Regions from separate parts of the Sus scrofa genome. Here regions 1 and 3 are each linked to region 2. A link is a contact called in public Hi-C and HiChIP or PLAC-seq data. All regions are on one chromosome and are shown on one strand. Each heading gives the region's core, a stretch centred on a gene start, on an enhancer-like site or on the middle of the called end of the contact. The rest is flanking DNA. Distances are from core to core; before and after follow the strand shown. Region 1 has its middle 190 kb from the start of EEA1. Region 2 has its middle 61 kb from the start of NUDT4. Region 3 has its middle 97 kb from the start of EEA1.

The links. A called contact is a pair of places that touch in the nucleus more often than the background predicts. HiChIP or PLAC-seq counts read pairs in DNA pulled down with a chosen protein or histone mark.
Region 1: a contact with region 2 is called in an H3K27ac HiChIP or PLAC-seq map of skeletal muscle. The contact joins two enhancer-like sites. A contact is called at or near these places in 1 of 5 promoter capture datasets (liver), 2 of 47 Hi-C or Micro-C datasets (liver and skeletal muscle) and 1 of 2 datasets of contacts at active chromatin or transcription factors (skeletal muscle).
Region 3: a contact with region 2 is called in a Hi-C map of liver, with 2.0 times the contacts expected there. The contact joins two enhancer-like sites. A contact is called at or near these places in 3 of 47 Hi-C or Micro-C datasets (liver and skeletal muscle).

Annotation. Positions count from the first base shown.
Region 1 is chr5:89,936,853-89,940,724 of Sscrofa11.1, forward strand. No RefSeq gene overlaps it. Among named protein-coding and RNA genes, the nearest start is that of EEA1, 190 kb to the right of the region's middle. Within about 2 kb of position 2,164, at least 3 of the 83 cell types and tissues checked have an H3K27ac peak or open chromatin away from gene starts, as enhancers often do. A contact at or near this core is called in skeletal muscle, where this site is marked.
Region 2 is chr5:89,787,717-89,791,075 of Sscrofa11.1, forward strand. No RefSeq gene overlaps it. Among named protein-coding and RNA genes, the nearest start is that of NUDT4, 61 kb to the left of the region's middle. Within about 2 kb of position 1,770, at least 11 of the 83 cell types and tissues checked have an H3K27ac peak or open chromatin away from gene starts, as enhancers often do. A contact at or near this core is called in liver and skeletal muscle, where this site is marked.
Region 3 is chr5:90,032,583-90,036,260 of Sscrofa11.1, forward strand. No RefSeq gene overlaps it. Among named protein-coding and RNA genes, the nearest start is that of EEA1, 97 kb to the right of the region's middle. Within about 2 kb of position 2,044, at least 7 of the 83 cell types and tissues checked have an H3K27ac peak or open chromatin away from gene starts, as enhancers often do. A contact at or near this core is called in liver, where this site is marked.

The DNA of each region.
Region 1 (3,872 bases), core at 914-3,413, 150 kb after region 2:
TTTTTCTAAAATGGGCTTACATCATAGTGAATAAGCATGATGTTTTTAAATATCCAAATTAAACAATAATATATAGCAACACAATGTAACTTTTTTTCTTCCTCCCAAAATATCACTTTATAAGACAGAAGGAAGATATATTTATCTTTCTTATAAAAAAAATCATAGTTTACTAAGTGCCTTCTTTGTGTCTATGTGTCGGCTAGTTGGAATGTTAAATTTATTGGTTAATTTATTTAATCATAACTGCCTTAGGAGATAGGTATCATTGTATATTTTATATAGTTGCTGAAAATTAAAACCCAGAAAGTTATTTCTACCCAACTGTAAGTAACAGAACCACATACCTCAAAAAAAAAAAAAAAGATTACTTAAAAATATTTATTAAATCCACTCTGTGCTAGGCATCGTGAGCTCTGTGTTGGAAATAACCAATGAATAAGACACTGTGGTCCCATCCCTCAAAAAAAGCTAACTGTTTAGTTGGATGACATGCAGCAAATAACTCTAAGTGTAACGAATCTTACAAAATGGGAAACACAGGAGGTGAGAGGGCAGTTAGTCTGGTTTGCATTATCTCTCCTGTGTACTAAACATTTAAACCAAGATATTTAAGTATATCTTAAGAAGTAGGAGTTAACTGGGGGAAGAATATTCCTGGTGGAGGGAATGGTACATGCTCATGCATGGAGACGTTTTGCTGCAATAATCTGGTATAACCAATCATCCACACTCTGGCTTAAAACTGTAAGCATTTATTTCTTTCACATGGGTCTGTGGAGCAGCTGCAGCCCAAAAGCAATCACACAAGCACATTTAAGACCTCACGTCATGTTCAGGAAGATTTCATTGGCTAAAGAAAACTGTATGGCCCTGTCCAAAATCCATACAATAGGGAAAATCTTTTACCCACAGTAGGCAGTACTTTGCAGTCACATAACAAAGGATGTGGATGAATAATTTCATATAGGAAAATTTTGTGAACAGTGATTTAAACAACCACCCCTAGATTTTTCAAGGAGCCTGGTGCCAGTGTGGCTCAAATATAGTGAGTGAGATGAGGAGAGATACTGCTGGCTGCTCTTATAACTTGTCCTGGGGAACTTCTTCTGGAGATGAATATGTATGTGTATATAAACTCACTCCAAAAATAAGCTCATCACTCCAAAAGATAATGACTTATCCAACATCTACCTACTTTATTTCTAAAGAGTTGGCCAACGTTGAAATACCATGGTTATTCCGCAGGAGAAATATACTGTTGATTGAATTAAATGTTCCTCTGTTATGCACCAGGGTTGGGTCTCTATGTGACAGAATCACTTTCAGAAGCTATGCCTCAGAGGCGATGAAAACGGTATTTGAGCCCCTGAGCAAACAGCATTAAATATGGTTGCTACTCATTCTCCTGGAATGGAGGTCAGCTATTTTATACACAGTGAATAAGACAAACTAGTCATAAAACGTGAGGAAATGTCTAATTTGACTACTTTATCCCATGAAACACAATCTTCTATTTGGTCACATCATTTTGATAATGTTACAAGAATAGTTGTTTATTTTTATCCATCGCTGTACAGAAACATTCATCTGCTTTACAAGTGCTAATGCCTGAATGAACAGGTGCGCGGACATGAGTTGGCCAAATATAAACCCATACAGTTCATGTGTTTAACAAGCATGGGCATTTTTTTTAAAAGAAGATTCATTCAGTAGAGCCAGCCACTGCATTATTTGCTGTAATGGTCTATTATGCCACAGAAAACTGTATTAGTTTAGGTTGAGGCAATTCCTTTTTTCCTTTTGCTGATAAGAAGAGATTAAGTAAAAATTACTGACTCCATAATAATCCTGTTCAAGAGCCAAATTTTCCCCTTCATTTGCAAAAGCTCAATTTTACAATCTTGAGGATTTAAAATAGAATCTACTAGTCTTTCTGACAATATTTATTCCCCATAAAAATAAGATTTTTGCTAGCTAGCTTACAGTAAATGTCATTATAAATCATGTGCTGTTTCAAAGGAAATCAGTGGTTCTAATAACTCTAATGAATTTGAAGCAGTTCCTTTCCCCCCATTTTGTTCACATTTATGTAGGCCTTCTTATTAGTTACATTACTGTGTTCTATTTTTTCCTTTTTTTTTTTTTCCCCAGGGTTGCACCTGTGGCATATGGAAGTTCCCAGGCTTGGGGATGAATCGGAGCTGCAGCTGCCAGCTGCCAGCCTCAGCCACAGCCACAGCGACGCCAGATCTGAGCTAAGTCTGTGACCTACGCTGTAGCTCATGGCAATGCCAGATTCTTTAACCCACTGAGTGAGGCCAGGGATAGAGCCTGCATCCTCATGGATAGTAGTCAGGTTCTTAACCTGCTGAACCACAATGGGAACTCCACATTATTGTATTTTATTACTCAGTTTGCAAAGCTGCATTTAAAAAAGGCTATAGTTTTCTGGTTTGCTCTTCTGATATACTTTGATTCTTCTTATTTGAGCATCTTTTTGTCTTTATGGGTGTTTTCTTGCTCTTCACCTGGCATTCCTTCAAAGGTCAGTGCAGTGCGTACACACTAGGTAACAGCAACATTTAGAGGCGACTGTCTCTCACACATTCCTTAAGTGGAAATGCAAGTGATAGGAAGGAAAATATCCTAGTTGTCAGAAACAAATGCTGTCCTAATTGCTTCCTGACAGTCTTTTAAAGGGGCTGTGGGAATTATTTGCTTGTGTGTCTGTTGAAATGTCATTCCTTGTATTTAAGGGGCATTGATTTCCGGGAGAGAATCACTGAGGCTTGATTACACATTGCTGGTAGACCAAACTCAGGCTTAATTCATGAGTTCTGTTCACAGGTCTGTCATTTCCCAACAGGCTGTTTTTGCACAATTAAGAAACTGATTTACCTAGTTTTTTCTCCTGAAAAATGGAAATACTACTATTTTTACAGCAGCTTTTAAATGTTAAATGAGTCCAAGCAAATAAAAGTTGTGCTTTGCAATATTAGAAACATCAATTTGATTAATATTTCTCCCCAGTTTCCCTCTGCTCCACAGTATTGACTTGTTCACCTAAACACTCAAACTGAGTGTTTTGCCATTGTATAGGCCCCAAATTTTAATAGAATTACAACCTAAATTAATATGGCTCCATGGTTCTTAAACCTTTAAGATATATTTAGAACCTTTAATATCAGTTGGTACAGCTTTCTTTAAAAATGATAGGATTATATCATATCATCTTTTGCAGGATGATATGAGGTAAATAAAAATTTACTTTGTATATTACTGAATTAAATCATGCAGTTTTACATATTTTGACTAGACCTAAGTTAGCCTGCTGTAATAAGAGAACTTAGAAGACCTGAATATGAATTTTGTTCCTTTCTAATTGCGTGCTCCCCAAACCCAGCTGTACTGAGTTTTGTCTGTGAAATTGGCCAGTAGTTATTCTCCCTATCTTCTTGGGGTGTTTGTAAAATTCAAACAGTGTAATATATATAGGCACTGTTTGAAAACTCTAAAGAACCAGACCATGTGATTTTTAAAAGAGAATTCAGACATGTATTGCTTTCATTGTTCCTGTTTAGTAACCATTGATTGTTAATTGTTGTACATATTGGAGTTCCTGGATCTAATCAACAAAATGAAATAAAGGAAAGGACTTCAGCAAGGATGGTGAATATCTGATCATTTTTTGAAGTTACTAGTTTTTATCAACTTTAGCAAAACCATCTAGAAAATACAATAGAAAATAAGATTCCATTTTCAAACTATAAAGTTTGTAGGAAATAACCTAACAAAGATTTTTCTGAGAAAATTTTAAAACTCAATTACATGTTTTTAAAGAAATGAAAAAATGGAAAGCTGTACCATAT
Region 2 (3,359 bases), core at 520-3,019:
ATCAAATGAGATTGGATATAAGAAAATACTTGTGAAGCTCTGTTTATTGTAGTAAATTTATGGCCAGAGGTGCAGAGCCTGGAGGTGGATGGTTTTTTTTATTTTATTTTTTAATTGTATGGCCTCACCTGTGGCATTTAGAAGTTCCCAGACCAGGAACTGAATCTGAGCTACAGTGCGACCTATGCTATAGCTGCAGCAATGCCTGATCTTTAACCCATTGCACCAGCGGGGATTGAACCCCCCCACCTCCACAGCAACCTGAGCTGCTTTAGTCAGGTTCTTAACCCATTGCGCCATAGTGGGAGCTCCCAGATGGTTTTGTTTGGCTAAAAAATGTGTTCTGTTTAGTTGAATTGGAGTATCTGTGAAGAGTTGGGGAGGCACTCTTCCATTTCTCACAGATTTCACCATTCTCGTTATCTTAATTCAGCTGACTTGTGTCAACTGCCTGGCCGCTGAAGATGGATGTGTTTGTGTATCTTGCAAGGTGGGAAGGGCAACACTTAGTAACACAACCATGCCCGATGCTGGCTGGCATGGTTCCTGTCCCCGGGAGCTCACAGTGAGCACATGAGTTCCAGCATAACCAAGTCTGAATGAACGATATTTACCAAGCACCTGGTCACTGCTCTAAGTTGCAGGGATAAAAGTTGAGAGGAATAAATCAACTGAGGGTACACCAAAAAATACAGGCAACAAACTGTGCCTTGGAGAAGGTTATTTACAAGGAGGTAGGGTACAGGGGAAGAAAAGTAACATTTTTGAGTTAAGACTGGGCCATACATAAGCTTAACCACTGGTCATGTACCATCTCATCTACTCCTCAGAACAGCAATCAAAGCTGGATATTCATTTTTTCAGTGAAGGACTGCTCATAGAACCTGCCCAAGGTCACACATAATGGACAGAGCCAGGATTTGAATTCAGGTCCTTCTGAGTGGGCCCAAGGCCATGGTGTGAACGCTGTGTTTCCCCTCAGGATTAATGGAAGGACGATTCATAGCAGTTGCTTTATTTTTGTTGACTGAGCCTCTCTCCCACCCCCTACCCACTCCTTTCCAAGAGAGTTGTTTTTTAACCCTTATTCCTTTATCTATTAAGATTACAATAATATACTTTCGAAAGCATATAAAATTGCAAATAACTAATGGTTTTTCCACGAAGATACCAGATATAACTAATGGTGAGATAAAGATATATCTATTGACATCTGTTCTAAAGTCATCATGAAATCAAAAGTTGCGCATCTAGGAAATGTTCCTATGGACCTCTCTTCCATGCTCTGTGTATTTTAATTGGCATCATGTGAGTGTCTCTTCCACTTTGACAATTGGCTAGGATCCGAGGGTATTTGGAAGATGGCACTTTGAGTTCACAAGCATTGTGACCTCTTCTAAGAGGAGAGGGAACACAAATGTCAGAGAGAGGCAAGAAAATGTCACATGCTAAATCCATCTTCCTAAGCTCGTTCTTCCCCTAAGGAGGCTAAAGGAAATGTCTCTGTCCCTGGCATCCTGTCTTATCTTTGCTTCCGCCTTGGAGGAGATGTTTATAGACAGTTTGTTGTCTAGGGAATCTGACCAGCCTGCACTGCACTCTGATCCCAGCAGTGATTAGGGCTGTTTGACTATAAGATCTGGAAGGCTCTGGTTCTAGTCTGTAGTAGCCTTTAGCATTGATTCCTTAGTGATAAACAACTGCGCCCCACCCCAAACCTGTGAGTTGGCTTTACCCCTTTCTGTTGCTATCCAAAAGGCCTTTGCTCCACCTCTTTGCTCTGGGCTGCCTTGGGATTGGCTCTTAAATTGAGCAAAGGTCAGGGATCCAGTTGCAACTAAGCTAGCCAGAGGGCGATGACCTTGGTTATGGGCTTTCTCTGCAACATGAGACAATAGCCTTCATTACCACGGGTTTGACTTTCCTCTGCTGTAAGTGTGGGTAAAGGTCCCTGTGGGCTCCTTCAGAGTCCAGGCTCTGGAATCTGACACACCCTAATGTGAATCCTTATTCTGCTACATTCTGGGTGGGTTCACCTGGCACAGTTTACTTAACTGACTCAATTCCATTTCCTCATATGTAAAAATGTATGATAGCAGCAAGGATGTTGTGAGATTTTAATAAGAACAGAAAGCACTTTTATTCTTTTACTAAATGCTATGCACCGTTCTGTGTATTTCACATATACTAAATTAATCGTACAATAACCCTATGAGATAGGTACAATTATTAGCCCCATTTTACAGATGAGGAAACTGAGACAGGGAGAGGTTAAGAAACTTCTCAACATTCTGGAGTTCCTGTCGTGGCTCAGTGGTTAACAAATCCCACTCGGAACCATAAGTTTCCCGTGTTGCTGTGACTGTGGCGTGGGCCGGTGGCTACAGCTCCAATTTGACCTCTAGCCTGGGAACCTTCACATGCCTTGGGAGCGGCCCAAGAAATGGCAAAAAAAGAGACTTCTCAACATTCTATAGCTAGTAATTGCATACCTGAGATATCAAAACAGTATGAATTCAGAGTCCATTCCTGAACACTAGGTTATGCACAAATATGAAACACATGCAAATTTGGAATACAGTAGATGTTCCGTAACTTCTATTTATTAATCCAATTATTGTTATTTTAAATGGTTTTGGTTTTCATGGCTTCCATGAGGAAGTTTAGAAGTGGAGTGAGAAGTTTCCTTTGTGGCTCAGTGGGTTAAAGACCCGACTTAGTCTCTGTGAGGATGTGGGTTCGATTCCTGGGTTTGCTCAGGGGATTAAGGATCAGGCATTGCCACAACTGTGGGGTAGGTTGCAGATGCAGCTCAGATCCATTGTTGTCATGTCTATGGCATAGGCCCCAGCTGCAGCTCCGATTTGACCTCTAGCCTAGGAACCTCCATATGCTGCAGGTGTGGCTGTAAAAAGAAAAAAAGAGTGGAGTGAGACAAGGCATTTGTGTGAAATGATTTTTTTCCCCACACATTTTTCAGCTTGGATGAGTGTATTTTGTCTACATTCAGTTCCTCTGTCTTTTACTAACTTATTAAGCCTTATTTTTTCATCCCCTTTGCAGTTTACTTTTTCCTGATGAACACTAGCTTCTTCTCATGCTAATGTAAGTTGAATATATGTAAAATATTTAGACAGGTGCTTGGCACTGAGTATGTGCTATACAAGGGGAGGCTATGTGGAGGGTCTTTTTAAGGTACGAATATGATTTCACCTGATCCTTCACTTTGACCTTTCCTTGTGGGGATGCGTCTGTCCCCAGGTCATCTAGGAAAAACTGAGACGATATGCAGTTGTTGTACATTGTGTTACCAACTGCCAGGGCAGGAGTTCTTTGAGGGTAGAGATCTAGCTGGATTT
Region 3 (3,678 bases), core at 794-3,293, 250 kb after region 2:
AGTCGGACTCGTTGACTCTCAGAAGAGTCCAACTGGAAGAAATCTCGGGGCCTGTCTGGCCTAACACTCTGATTTTACAGAAGAGGAAGTAGCTGTCCATCAAAGTTGAGTGATGTTTCCAAGGTTATATGGACAATAAGTGGCAGAGCCGAGATGAAGTCTTCAGTTTCATGACACTTCGCTTCCTGCTTTTCCCCTCCATCATTTTTGCTGAACTTATTTAAAAAGACTTTAGAGTTTCATGAAATGGGAACTGCAAACCCATGGCAGCATTGTAAAGCAGACTGCATTCTCTTCTTAGATCTATTGTTTACTTTTAATTTATTTTACTGTCCAGTTTTATCAGAACTTCCCCTATTTCTTTTGAATACTTAACAAACATGTGCTGCCAGTACTTACTTTCATGGCTGGTTTATCAAGCCATTTTGTGAAGTGTGTCTATAGTGCAAAGAGGTGACTCTTTTGTGGCTCTAGAATCTAGTATAGTTTATTTTTTGTCTGCACCCGTGGCATGTGAAAGTTCTGAGACCAGGGATTGAAACTGCACCACAGCAGTAATGCAAGGCGCAACAGTAGCAATGCTACGTCCTTAACCTCTAGGCCACCAAGGAACTCCCTTAATGTAGTTATTTTATATTCAAATAGCATATATGGAAATTAGGGAACTATTCCTTATGACTGAACTATCATTATGGAACACCAGTTATGTGTTAAGAGTTGATCTTGACAACACACATCATGGCATGTAATTTTTATTTATTTTTTTGTCTTTTTAGGGTCATACCCACAGCTAGGGGTTGGATATGATATGAACTGTTGCTGCCAGCCTATGCCACAGACACAGCAACACAGGATCTGTGACCTGCACCACAGCTCACGGCAACTCCAGATCCTTAACCCAACTGAGCAAAGCCAGGGATCAAATCTGCATCCTCGTGGGTACTAGTCAGATTCATTTCCACTGCCACGATGGGAACTCCATGACATGTCATTTTTATCCTTATGAAAAAGTTGGGAGGAGTTCCCTGGTGGCCTAGAATTTAAGACCCAGCATTGTCACTGCTGTGGCTCAAGTTACTTCTGTGGTTCAGGTTCAGTCCCTGGCCTGGGAACTTCCGAATGCCATGAGTGCAGAAAACAAAAACGAAAACAAAAACAAAACAAAAACAACTGCTGAGAAAGTTTGTACTCCTATAGCAGTTTTACAGATGAGAGAATTAGAGCTTAAGGTCATATAGCTAGAAACTGTACAGGTAGAATTAGAAGCCAGGTCCATTTGAATTCAGAACCTTCCGTGGATTTCAAAAACAAAAGGAGTGGGAGTTCTGACAGAGAAGTAGTTTGGGGTCTAAGGCACAGACCGCAGAGGAGCCAATTGGGAGTGGAGTGATCTGAGTCATCCACAGTGTTAATGACGGCACTGAATTCCAGGGAAAGCAACCACCAGAAATCGAGAGTTTTGCCTATTTCACAATATTGCCTCATGGCCCTGCTTCTGAATATCTACCAAAAATATGTTTGCTTTGGAAGGCAACATGGCACCATCCATCAGCCAGCTGGAGATACCGACCAGGGGTTGAGGTTTTCAGACTGACATTTCATTCACAAAGGACTTGTGCCCTTGGTTCTGCATCCAAGGGGAGAATGGGCCTCATTGGTCTATGGCGGATGCAGCACAGGGTAGGCGTTGAGAGCATGGGCTATGGATTTAGACTTGGTGTCTCTAGTCCCAGAACACAAGTTAACAAACACATGACCTTGGACCAGTGACCTTTGCCTCTCAATTCTCACCTCTAAAATAGGATAACAACGACAGCTACCTCATAGCTGAGTTGTGAAGTTTAAAGAGATGATGTTTGTAAAGCACTGGACACAGAGCCAGGCACTCGGTACATAAGTGTTCACCGCCACTGTCATCACTGGTGTTGCTATTCCAGTGGCTCCACTGGGGAATCAGGAAGGCAAGGCTCTACTGTTTCACTTCCTCTACAGACCTGCATTTCTACTTTCTTCAGAAGATTACACAAGTATTCTGGATTTTGTGTCATGATAGAAAGTCAACAAGAGTATGTGCTTCCTGATGCATCACTAGGCCACATCAGAAATAGGCAGAGAGCGAGAGAGAGTGTCTGCTTGCCGTCCTGGCCTGTGTGTTAGTCACTTATGCTTCTTTTGTGAAAGTAGATTGTCTCTGAGCCGGACTTGAAGCTAAGCTCCCATGTTTCTAAAAATGACAGCAAAAGTCCATTGTCTCATTTGTGCTCATTTTAATTCATGAAGGTGACTGAGTTGTGACATGGAGATGCTGGTACCATTGAAAGAGAAATGTATTCCTGCATTTCCCAAGAGGAGCTGCAATGCCACAAGGGCCACCTAGGGAGCACTGGGTTTGGTCAGGAGGCAGAAAGGGGCCAGAGGAATGCTTAGGCCAGAGCCTTTAATGGGGTCTCTGCAGAAAAGACATGGCAGGGCAGAGTAAACAGCTCAAATGGGCTTATTTGACTAATTCTGGCAGGCTTTGGGTTACAGAGGTGGTCTCTGGTTGTTCAGTACCTGCCTGGGATGATTTAGGGCAGAGAAAATATTGGCTTGGAGTGTGGACAGTTATATAAAGGGGATGCTTGGAGGAAATGGGCTCAGGACTGGTTGGTTTGAGTACAAATGTTGTGTTCATGGATAAGATGTTATCTTTAGGAATTAGCTAGCCCTGAAAGGGATACCTTTCTATCCAGGTCTGCAAGGTCCCCAAAATGTCAAAACATCATTAGATACAGAAAAAACACCATTGATACAACCATTCATCTGGTCCCTACTCTCATTCCCTGGTCCTTCCGGCTTCAGTGTTCTCTGAAAAATGAATGAAGTCATAGGCATCAAGGTCAAGAGCACAGGTCAAGCAATTTTGGGTAAAAAAGCAAATTTTCTATGGTCTGGTAGATGAGACTAAAAGCAGCCTGGCATTGGAATTCCTGTCGTGGCTCAGTGGAAACGAATCTGACTAGGAAGTTGAGGTTGTGGGTTTGATCCCTGGCCTCGCTCAGTGGGTTAAGTATCCGGTGTTGCTGTGAGCTGTGGTGTAGGTCACAGATGCAGTTCAGATCCTGCATTGCTGTGGCTGTGCTGTAGGCTGGCAGCTGTAGCTCGATTAGACCCCTGGTCGGGAACCTCCATATGCTGTTTTTGCAGTCTTAAAAAGAAAAAAAAAAAAAAAAAAAAAGTAGCCTGACATTGTCTCTCAGGTTCTGTGGTGTCACACAATTTACAATCTGTTTATAGCCTGCACAGAGAAAAGGAAAAGAAAGGCAAAGTTTAGAGAAAACCTACTGCAGCCCACCGTACCTTTTGGTATTGCTACCAGGTAGCCAGCAAATTCACATCAGCCCTGAGGCTGCCTGTTGCTGGTTTAGAATCTCCACTTTGCTGTTTTAGAAAGTCTATGTTGTAACTGCAAATTTCACCATATAAGTGAGACAAAGGCAAATACTCCTTAACTCACCTGTACAAGAGCATTCATGGTGTGCATTGTTCACCTTGTCTGCTTTTCTTTTATAGCAGTTATTTTTGCAGCAAGTGTACAAGATTTAAAAGGCTGAATCGAATTTCATAATGTAGTGTTTTAGATCAACACATTATCTGATGCTCGTGTTCCCAAGCCTTGAACGTATTATAGAATTATGT